Linked DNA regions of Gossypium hirsutum: region 1 is linked to region 2. A link is a contact called in public Hi-C data. All regions are on one chromosome and are shown on one strand. Each heading gives the region's core, a stretch centred on a gene start, on an enhancer-like site or on the middle of the called end of the contact. The rest is flanking DNA. Distances are from core to core; before and after follow the strand shown.

Region 1 (5,802 bases), core at 1,383-3,882, 190 kb after region 2:
GATTTGGGATATCAAAATCATATCTTTGATTCTGGAGATAGTTTTGGCGCACAAGAAAGCTTAGGTAAGTATTTTATTTATTTTATTTATTCTAATCCCTTTTCTTTCTATGCAGCTAAAGATTTGAGGACACATCTTTTTTAGGACGGGGGGAATGATGTGAGTCTCAAGTCACAATTTCAGACCCATGAATATGATAGGTTCACACTACCTGAAGGCCTAACAACAATGTCAAAGGTTAAGCAAATCAAATCAGGATTCGATCAAAAACAAGATTCGAGGACGAATCTTTTTCAGGAAAGGGAGAATGATACATGCACGGATGGGGTGAAATTTATTAAATTTCAATCACTAAAGCTGCCAAATTTCAGGCTTAGGAAATTAGCAGACTTGCGATGACTTTTTGGATGGGATCCTGACATTTTTGGGTTAAGATGTCTCATGGCGTTTGAAGATCTATCTTTTAGCTTCGAAACGCATTTTGAATCACTTGATTTTGAGTTCGAGAGCTCAAATTATGACCGTTTTAGTGAATGCTGCGCGAGTAGAATTTCTAAACAAGATTATGACGGGAATTACAAATTTCAGGCTTTTGATTCGAGTTTAAATCATATTGGGTTTGAATTTTAGGCTTAATTTTTATTATATATGAGCTCAATATTATATTTATTAGTTCTTATTATTATTTTATTATTTTATTTCAAATTTCTTATAATTATGAAGTATTTTAAGTTATTTAGGAGTTTTATGTTAACAAAAAAGTTTAGTTTAAAACTACTTCTTGTTTAGATTAAATTAGAGTTCTAGTATATTTAAGAGTTTTATTTAGATTTATTTAACTAGCTTATATATAGGCTTTTGCATTGTACACAATTCATACAATTCATTATTATTCAACTTCTTTTTTGAGTTTATAAATTCTCTTTGAGTTTTCTTTTCTTAAGAATTTCTCTTGAGGTTCTTTTAGAAGAGTTTTAACAATCTTTTTAGATTGTGGGGATCATCTTCAAACTTTTTCTTACCAAGTTTTCTATCTTGGAAGGGAAATTAAAGCCGCTTGAAGGGGGCCATGGATTCTTAGTGTTTCCAAGGCTTCTTAGGACTTCCACATGCCACGTTCTATCTTTCCATTTATCTTCTTTATTCACTTCCTTATTATTCTAAATTTTAATTTATTATTTTATTTTAGGTATTTATTTTAATTGTTTTGTCTGTTTTGGATTCAATTTCGTTTCAGGTTGTGTCAAAATCTAAGTTTCTTTCTAAACATCTAGAGCCCTAAGTCAAATTTGCGACTTTGACAAACTTTACGATCCGCTTCCACATTCATCCACATCATTCTTTATCACAGGTGGTGCAAATAGAAAATGTCATACAACAATGATTTTAACAACTCGATGATTTAGATGAAAACTTTAGAATAGTTCAGTGATCATTTTGTAACTCTTTAAAGTTGAATGATCAAGACGTAAACATACTAGTAGTTTAGTGGCTTTTGGTGTAGTTTATCCATAATTTAATACAATGATACATAAAATATAAAAAATCTAAAATTTTATATACATTTTAAATATTAGGATAAATAAGGGTATTTTGATAATTCCACTTCAAAATGCAAAAGTCAAAAGCCAAAAGTAAATTTTTTATACAAAACCTAGAGCTACTAATAATCCCTTCTCAACTTTTAAATAGAAGTATAAAGCGTATTTAAGTGCGCTTAAATCAACATCCTCTTACTCAATGATACTACTTAAACTAAAACTCAATTAGCAAAAACCAAAAACCAGAATCACTTAAATCTCAATTTTTGCGTTTAAGTAGAAAAACACTTTCAAATAGTACTTTTAACTAAAGCGAAATGTTGTTCATTCTTTTTAAGATTGAAAAGTTCTTTTGAAATGGGGCTTATTACAATTTATTAACCATAACTTAATCAATGAATTTAGTTATGGTCTGTTTGAAAATTTAGATTTCAATTATTTTGTAAATGGTAAGAATGTAATGAATAAATTTGTTGAGATTGAATCTAATAAATATTAAAAATATATATATGAATTTGTTAAATCAAAAAATATTTTAAGATTTTTAAATCATTATTTTAATAAATTCATAAATTTAAAAAATAATAATAAACATTATATTTTAGAATAATTTACCACTCAATTTATACTATTTTTAAAATTTAAATCCAAATTACTAAATATTAGCTCTGCTGCCCTGAAATATTCGTGAAGGTGAGATTGGATGTAATAAAGACTAGAAGGAAATTATTACCCTTGGCTCACTTGATCGATGGGCACCACTAACATATACAATAGTGGATCAAATTATTGAATGACGCCAAAGTCTCCATGTTCACACTAATTTTTCATGCCACCTACCCTAAGGCAATATAAAGAAGGGAAGAACATTCTTATAATGAACCAGAATCTATGAAAATTAGCAATCGATCGGCAATCCTTTTATATAGTGGAAGCATTTAAAATTGGTTAAAAAATAATTACATTTTGAATAAACTAAGGAGGAAAACGATGATGATGATGAATCCGCAAGATTGTCTTCCACAATCTACCACAACCAACCCACTAAAACCCAAATCCCACCACCCCACAGTCCTTTTTTTTAGTATTATATATGTTGCAACGTTGGTATGTATTAGGCATTCATTGTTTGAATTTTCTGCAAATTGGGTGTTGAAAAGTTTGTTTAGCAGAGATGGGTTTTAGCTTGAAAGCTTATTTCCTTGTTGCACTGGTTGTGTTTGATATAAGTTGCATGGTGTTCATTAAGGATGTTGAAGCAGCTGGGGAGTGTGGACAGACTCCAATTAGGTCTGCTGCGGTAAGTTTAAGCCCATGCTTAGGAGCGGCTGGGAACGCAAAGGCAAAAGTTCCGCCTGCTTGCTGCTCCAAGGTTGGTGCCTTACTTAAGGCTTCTCCGAGGTGCCTTTGTGCTATTTTATTATCACCATTGGCAAAGCAGGCTGGAATCAAGCCTGGGATTGCCATTGGCATTCCTAAAAGATGTAACATTAGGAACAGGCAAGCTGGAAAAAAATGTGGAAGTAAGTAGCCCTCCTCTTTTGGTCTTTTTAACTTTTATCTTTAATTTAGGTAAACAAGATCGAGACAAAGTTGAAAATATTGATATTTGAATTGCATTTGATTTTTACGTTATGAATCAATTTAACTAATTTTTGAGTTTTAAATAAATTTATAATGCATTTGGGGTAAAGAGAGATGATGGGGATCTTTGTGACTTTGTGGTGGGATTCCGAGCTTAAGCCTCTAAGGTATTTGCATAAGCCTTCTAATCCCTCTAAAGCAAAACTCCGTAGACTAAAATCTACTTCTCATCTGCCCAAAAGTCCTTTTAAGAAGCTGTCATTTTGCTCTAAAATGAAATGCGTTCTCCTTTACTTTTTAATGAAAAGTGCTTTTTTAACTAAAAGCTCATCTCAGCCGGGTTGAAGAACGGACCCTAAAATGAGTGGGCTTGACACCATTACCCATACCCACTGACACTGATTAACGTCTTATTTATATTGGTGAATGTACCTAAGAGGTCCTTCTATAATAGGGACTTGATCAAAATAGTCTTTCTACTATTAAATAGATCAATTTAATCCATGTACTATTAAAAGAAAATCAAATAAGGCCAAATTGGAATAGAGCTAACATTTCCTGATTGAAAAATATCACTTACTGTTTGACAGAGTTAATGTTTATAAAATTTTTAAGGTTATGTAAATATTTTTTTGTATAAATTGATCTGCAATTGAAAGATAATATTCAAGATATTTTTTATACAGTAATGTTAATTGTGTTGTAATTTGGACTTATTTAATTCTTTTTAACATTATAAGGACTAAATTTATTCATTTAATAATAGAGGGACTAATTTAATCTAATTCCTATATTATAGAGACCTCCCTAGTTCATTAAGCTATTTATATCTATACTTTTTAAAAAAAATTATATAAAATCTAAAAGAATTTACACATGTGGTTAGATGGAGATCTCTAAAACTTCAACTTTGTCATTTCAATTAAGTCTCATTTCTTACATAATACTTTTATAAATATAGATTTTACATAACTGTGACATAATCTAGTATTAAGAAAAATGAATAAAAAACCCTCAAACTTTATAATTTTATTAAAGTTTGTACACTTTTATTAGACTCGTATAATAATGTTATTTACTATTGCACCCAATAATTGTTGGGGAACAAACGGTCTGGATCCTAGACATAAACAGAAAAATGGACATGAAGGATGCCCAAAATAATTTGATGCGTATTTAAACTAAACCTTACTCTAAATAAATATTTTATTTAATATAATAGCTTATATGGGCTTATTTAAGAAAAGTAATAAAGGTCAGAGGCCATTATAACAATTCAACCGAAAGAAAAATGTAACTAATGCATTATTAATATCAATTAAACTCTGAAATAAACTAAGCCTTAATAGATGTTTAAGAAATGAAAAAAATTAAATCAAGCTTTCTTCCTCAGTTGTTTTACTCGATGAGCTACCAAGGAAACTGAATCTTAAGGCTAACAAATACAGTTTTTGTGGGATTTTGCAGGCTACACAGTCCCATGAGACAAACTAATACCTTATACAAGAAGAGAAGAGAGAGCTAATAAATAAACAAGTGCAGCATTGCATTTGCATGGTCATTGCTGATTCATCCTTCCAAAGCAATTGTTTATGTCTTTTTTAATGTAATCTTCAGCAGCTAAGTTACATTATCATCTTAATTGAGCAAATGCTATTTTTATGCTCACTTTCCATTATGTTAGTATTATTTCAAAAATAATTTCTCTTTCTCTCTCACTACCGATTTGTATTTGATATCTATTAATGTTCCTGACTTAGACAAAACTGTCCAAAGCCCAAGCTATTTATCTGACTCAAAAAGTTTGACCCATCTCAACCAGGCCTTACACAAATTCTTTTACAATTCAAAGCTAATTTATCTAAAAACGCTGAAAAAAAATCAATTCAGAAATTAGTCCTTTTTTTTTTCTTGTTGAAAATTTATCGATTTATGTTGTTTTTTAAGGAAAAAAAAATGCGTCCTACAATGCGCGATTAAAATAACCAAGTGTTATATACCGGCTAATGTTTTTATTTGAATTGAAGTCCCAATAGGACAACTTGTTAAAGTAAATGAAAGTAATGCATGCTTGAAGCATGATATAGTGTGGAGGTGGGTGCTCTTGAAGAGACTTGAGACATAACTTATTATAAAACTCAAGAAAAAATTCAAGTACCTGGAACTGAACATGATGAAAATAAAGAGATCTAAATAAGTTACGTCAATACAAGAAAATATGGAATCGAAATGAAAATTTTGTTGACAATGTTCTTACTTATAATATTTCTATTGAAATAGCAAAAGAAAATGAAGACATTGAGCCTAAATCTATTAAGGAATCTAAAAATAGAAAAGATTGGTCAAATTGAAAAGGTGCAATTTAAGTAGAAATGAAGTCACTCGCTAAACGTGAGATTTTTGGACCCCTAGTCCAAACATATAAAGATATAAAGCTAGCAGGATATAAATGAGTATTTGTGTGAAAACAAAATGAGAAAAATGAAGTTTTAAGATATACAGCATGACTTGTAGCAAATTGATTTTCGCAAACGCCCGACATTGATTATGAAAATACATACTCTCCTGCTGTGGATGTAATCATGTTTAGATATCTTATTAGTCTGACAGTGAGTGAAAAACTTGACATGCAACTAATAGATGTTGTTACAACCTATTTGTATAGCTCACTTAATAG
Region 2 (5,375 bases), core at 2,562-5,061:
TCATCAAGAAATATGCTTGTAAATGAGCAAGTGGCAATGGTTTTATATATTATTGCTCATCACCTTAAAAATTGAGTTGCCAATCATCACTTTAATAGGTTTGGGGAAAACTGTTAGTAGATCATTTCACAATGTATTGAATGGTGTGATATGCTTACAAGATGTGTTATTTAAAAAGTCAGAGTCAGTTCTAACTAATTCTACAGACACAAGGTAAAAATGGTTCAAGGTATTGGATTGGGTATATGTTATTTAGAAATAACTCACTTGATTTAGATTTCAATATAGTATACTGACTTGAACTTTTACTTTATTTGTAAAATTGTTTAGGTGCTTTAGATGGAACCTATATCAAGATTAGGGTTCCATCAGTTGATAAATCTAGATATCGAACTCGAAAAGATGACATAACAACAAATATGTTAGGTGTTTGTACACTTGATATGCAATTTGTTTATGTTCTTCTTGGTTGAAAAGGTTTTGTTACTGATGGATGAGTTCTTCGAGATGCTATTACTAGGAGACATGGACTAAAGTTCATTATGGTAAAGTATAGACATGGAGGAAGTTTAATTATTTTTTTAGATCATACTAATATTGAAAACAAGAAATTGATAAATAGTGTTTTCTTAATATAGGTTGTTATTATCTAGTTGATGCGGGTTATACAAATTGTGAGAGATTTCTTACACCTTTTAGGGGACAAAGATATCATTTGAATGAATGACACCAATGTCACCAACCAAGTACTCCAGAAGAATTTTTCAATATGAAACATGCATTAACGCGCAACGTTATTGAAAGATGTTTTAGTTTATTAAACTTAGATGGGGTACACTTAAGAGCCCATCATTTTATCATGTGAGGGTGAACAATCGAATCATTATTGCTTATTGCTTACTTCATACTTTTATTCAAATTGAAATAAGTCTTGATCCTATTGATGCGACACTGAGAGAAGATTTAAATAGTAATGTGATAGAGGATGATGAATCTAATATAATCAATATTCATTCAACTAATGCATGGGCAAATTGGAGGATGAGACTAGCAAATTAAATGTTCAATGAATGGTAAGCATCTAGAAATTAATGAGGCTAAAAGTGCTATTTGAAAGACTTTATGTTATTTTATTTATCTTTGATGTTGTGTTTATGGTATTTTTGTATTGTACTAGACTTGTATTAATTGAATGTTTTTTTATTTATTAATTGATTGTGTGGAATTTTTTTTAAAAGTGTGCAAGGCTTTTCACAATCACCTGCAACTTTTTTCCTAAAACTCTAGAGAAACCAAAGGGAAATGGGTTCCGAAAGAAGATGCTGCATTGATTTCATTATGGTAGACTTGCACAATGTTGGAACTTTTAATGCAGATACGAGATTCAAGGTTGGTTATTTACTTAAATTGGAAAGAATGATGGAAATTTTTTTACCTCATGCAATGCTAAAGGCTAAACCTATTCTTGAATTAATGATTAAGACATTGAAAAAGGATTGGGCAATCATTTACAATATGCTTAGAGGAAAAGACATGCTGTAAATGATTTTAAATTTCAATTCCATTACTGCCCTATTCCATTCCTAGAGAATGACTATTCTATTACAATCCTATTCCATTCCAGTGAACCAAACATGTTGTAAATGATTTTAAATTTCAATCAACATGATCTTAGCATTAGGAATTTATGTTCATGTGGAGGGGATTTGGGAAAGATAAGCGAGAGGCATCATTTTAGCTTTAACCAGTCTTAGTGCAGGGGAGTATGTTATTTTAATACTTGACAATAGCATGACATGAAAGAGCCCAAATGAGAATTTTGATAGAAGTTAGAAAGTGAAAAGAAGCTTTGTGGGGTAGAGGCAGGACTAATTGATCGGAAAGGAAAATCTGGATTTTCAGGAGCACTAACTCCATCAAGGAAGATACGATAGGTGGCCAGTTCTTCGAATATATTTTTCTTGTTACTTGGTTTTTGCAACTTAGATTTCAGCTTCTGTTCCTACACACTTCTTATCTGTCTTGTGCCTTGCAGCAACTAGTTTATTCATAAGGATGCCCTCTTATCCTTTCAACCTCAACCTGAAAGCCAAACCATATAGTTTGTGTACGTGAATACATATCTACCGATTAATAATAAAATTTCTAACAAGCAATCATATTCATTTGAATAAATCCATAAAATAGAGGCAAAAAGGACATCCTTGTCTCACATCTTATTAATATATACTTTTTAATTTCCTATATTCATGAATCAGTTGTACTTTACTATGCAATTCATTTACATGCATATGCAGGTGAAAAGATTGGTACGAGGTATTGAGGATAATTAATTGCCCTAAGCTTATGAGCTTGGAGAAAAGTGTATAAGCGAAGCTTAATCTGGTTGGTTAATGTGTGAATCAAGCTTGACATGAGCTTGATCTAACACGAAATAACTCAGTAAAGCTTGAATAGTAAGCTCCTTGGTCCATTCCTTACCTCTCTCTCAACCCTAATTATGGAGTTGTTAGTGGAGGTTGAAGATATGCCTTATATTGTGATCTATCACAATCCGTATTAAACAACAACTAAACTAGTTGAAAATAATGGGATAATAATAAACAAGATAAATAAGGACTCTTGGTAGCTAAGATATCAACGTTGTAATCCGATCCAATATCCTCAATCCAAGGGATCAGATAAGCATGATCTAATCCGATTCTCCAAAATAGTTTTCTCAAGTGATACAATCTTCATTGATGTGCTAGATACACACCACAATATCAACACAACTCAAGAATCAAGTTCAATAAATTGCCAAATAATCGCAGGAAATCTTTTGATAACATAGATTCCTATTTCTTAATGATATCCCATGATCAAGACAATTGACTGAATCTCGTGAAACCGTTTCATAGAAGTTCATTGATATCTTCTTTTTATGAAACAAATCGACTTCGATTCTTGAATAATCCACATCACTTCTGCTACTATTGTAACAAAAGATTTCATTTTTATGTGGAAAAAGCCCATATCAATAATGATGATTTTATGTATGAACAATTCCTCAATATATTGTTCATTCGTAACAAAATATTTTCTTTGTGCGGCGGTTAAAAAAAAACATTTTTTGTGGGGAATCTCACAAATATGAAAATTGTCCAACTTTGTTGTAACACTTCAAGAAGTGGCCACTTCCTCAAGTACATTTTAGTCATTCCATGTTTTTCAACAAATGTGGAATATTTAACTCAAGCTTCACAAGCTAGTTTTATTCTTTTTTTATTAGTACAATAGTTTGGAGTGATGGTTAAAACTTCTTCAATCTTATATGACATGGGTTCAAACTCTTTTTTTTTTGGATAAATATAAAAAATTTATACATGAACTTTGAATCAATATACAATTTGATAAATGATCTTTTGTTTTTTGCAATTATATACATTAAATTTTGATTTTGGTTTAATTATACAAAATTAAATAAATGAATACATCAACTTTTTATATTATACAAGGATAATTATTTGTATATATAATATGTAAATGTAAAATGGTGTTATATCGAAAATGATATTAGTTTTTTTTATAAAAGTTGAATGAAATTAAAAATTATATATAAAATTACACAAAATCAAAATTTAGGTATGATATTACACGTTTAACTAAAATTGTTAAAATTCTTGTGTAGTTTTGAATTACTTTTTAATAAGTTTAATACTGCACTTCAACACCTTGGGTTGTAGTGGGCTGAGAACTGAAAGCCCAAAATCTCTAAGAGAAGCAGTCGATGGCCTACCGCTATAGTCCATCACCCATTAACCTAGACACCTTCTCTGCTACATTGTTAAACCCTAACCAAAACTCATTCCCCAGTTCCCAGTTCCCAGTTCTCACTCAATCAGTCTTCGAATTTGTTTAAAAAAAAATGCAATCTCCGCTTAAAAAATGAAGCTAATCTCTGCAACTCTAAGTTTCTTAACCAAAATGCTTGTATCTCTCCGCAATCTCTTACACATCAACCGCAGAATCCCTGCCAGAGTAAGCCACCCTTTTCTTCTCTTTCAAAACCCTCATCTCCTCAGTTTTTCTCCACCCTCCAATAACTCTATTATTTTCTGCCCTTTTGTTTTGTTCACTAGTTTTTGTTTTGTGATCAAGTTCCCATTTGGGACTAAGTCTAATTGTAATACAAACATTTTTTTAGATGATTTCAGTAGGGAATCATTGTGTAGAATCATTCGACAGGACCAATGGAATGACCCAAAGATTGTCAGTTTATTTGGTTCAAGCTTGGCACCCATTTGGGTGTCTAAGATCTTGGTTGGTTTGAAACAGGAACCTCATTTGGCATTGAAATTCTTCAAATTGGCGAAAACCCAGAAAGGGTTTAGCCCTACAAGTGAATCTTATTGTAGATTAGTACACATTTTGTTTTATGGTAGAATGTATTTTGATGCTACTGCTGTTCTTAAGGAATTCGTTTTGTCAAGGCGTGGGGTAGTGTTTCCAGGTTGCGATTTTTTTGATGTTCTTTGGTCTACTAGGAATGTTTGTCCGTATGGTTTTGGGGTGTTTGATGCTTTGTTTAGTGTGTTGGTGGATTTGGGATTACTTGAGGAGGCTAGCCGATGTTTTACGAAAATGAAAAGGTTTAGAGTTTTGCCTAAAGTTCGTTCTTGCAATGCTTTTTTACATAGGATTTGTAAGTCGGGGAGAAGGGACCAATCTCGGAGATTTTTGGAGGAAATGGTTGGGGCTGGCATCGCCCCGTCAGTTTACACTTATAATATAGTGATAGATTGTATGTGCAAAGAAGGGGACTTGGAGACTGCAAGAATGTTATTTAGACAAATGAAAGAGATTGGCCTAACACCGGATGTTGTCACATATAACTCCCTACTTGATGGATATGGAAAGGTAGGATTTTTGGATGAAGTCCTTTTCTATTTTGAAGAGATGAAGAACGTAGGGTGTGAGCCTGATGTAATTACATACAATGCCTTGATAAACTGCTTTTGTAAATTTCAGATGATGCCTCGTGCTTTTGAGTTTTTTCGTGAAATGAGGAATAAGGGGTTGAAACCAAATGTTGTTACTTATAGCACATTTATTGATGCATTTTGCAAGGAAGGGATGATGCAGCAAGGGATTAAATTCTTAGTTGATATGAGGCGGCTTGGTCTTTTACCCAATGAGTACACGTATACTTCTTTAATCGATGCTAATTGTAAAGCTGGTAACCTAACTGAAGCATTGAAGCTGGCTAATGAGATGTTGCAGGCAAATATTGCCTTGAACATTGTTACATATACAACTATAATCGATGGCCTTTGTGAAGCAGGGCGAACGAAGGAAGCAGAGGAAGTTTTTAGGGCAATGCTGAAAGCTGGTTT

The links. Hi-C and Micro-C count contacts between places; a contact is called where the count stands out from the background.
Region 1: a contact with region 2 is called in a Hi-C map of leaf, with 2.2 times the contacts expected there. The contact joins the promoter of LOC107946305 here to the promoter of LOC107946298 in region 2. A contact is called at or near these places in 6 of 34 Hi-C or Micro-C datasets (hypocotyl and leaf).

The regions. Positions count from the first base shown.
Region 1 is chrD12:49,105,328-49,111,129 of Gossypium_hirsutum_v2.1, forward strand. LOC107946305 (non-specific lipid-transfer protein 4) reads left to right here and starts at 2,633. Exons shown (of 2, transcript XM_016880567.2): 1 at 2,633-3,064; 2 at 4,593-4,843. The coding sequence starts at 2,716. The coding sequence ends at 4,609.
Region 2 is chrD12:48,910,336-48,915,710 of Gossypium_hirsutum_v2.1, forward strand. It overlaps LOC107946298 (putative pentatricopeptide repeat-containing protein At2g02150), which reads left to right and starts at 3,812. Exons shown (of 4, transcript XM_016880558.2): 1 at 3,812-4,899; 2 at 5,011-5,375. The coding sequence starts at 3,928.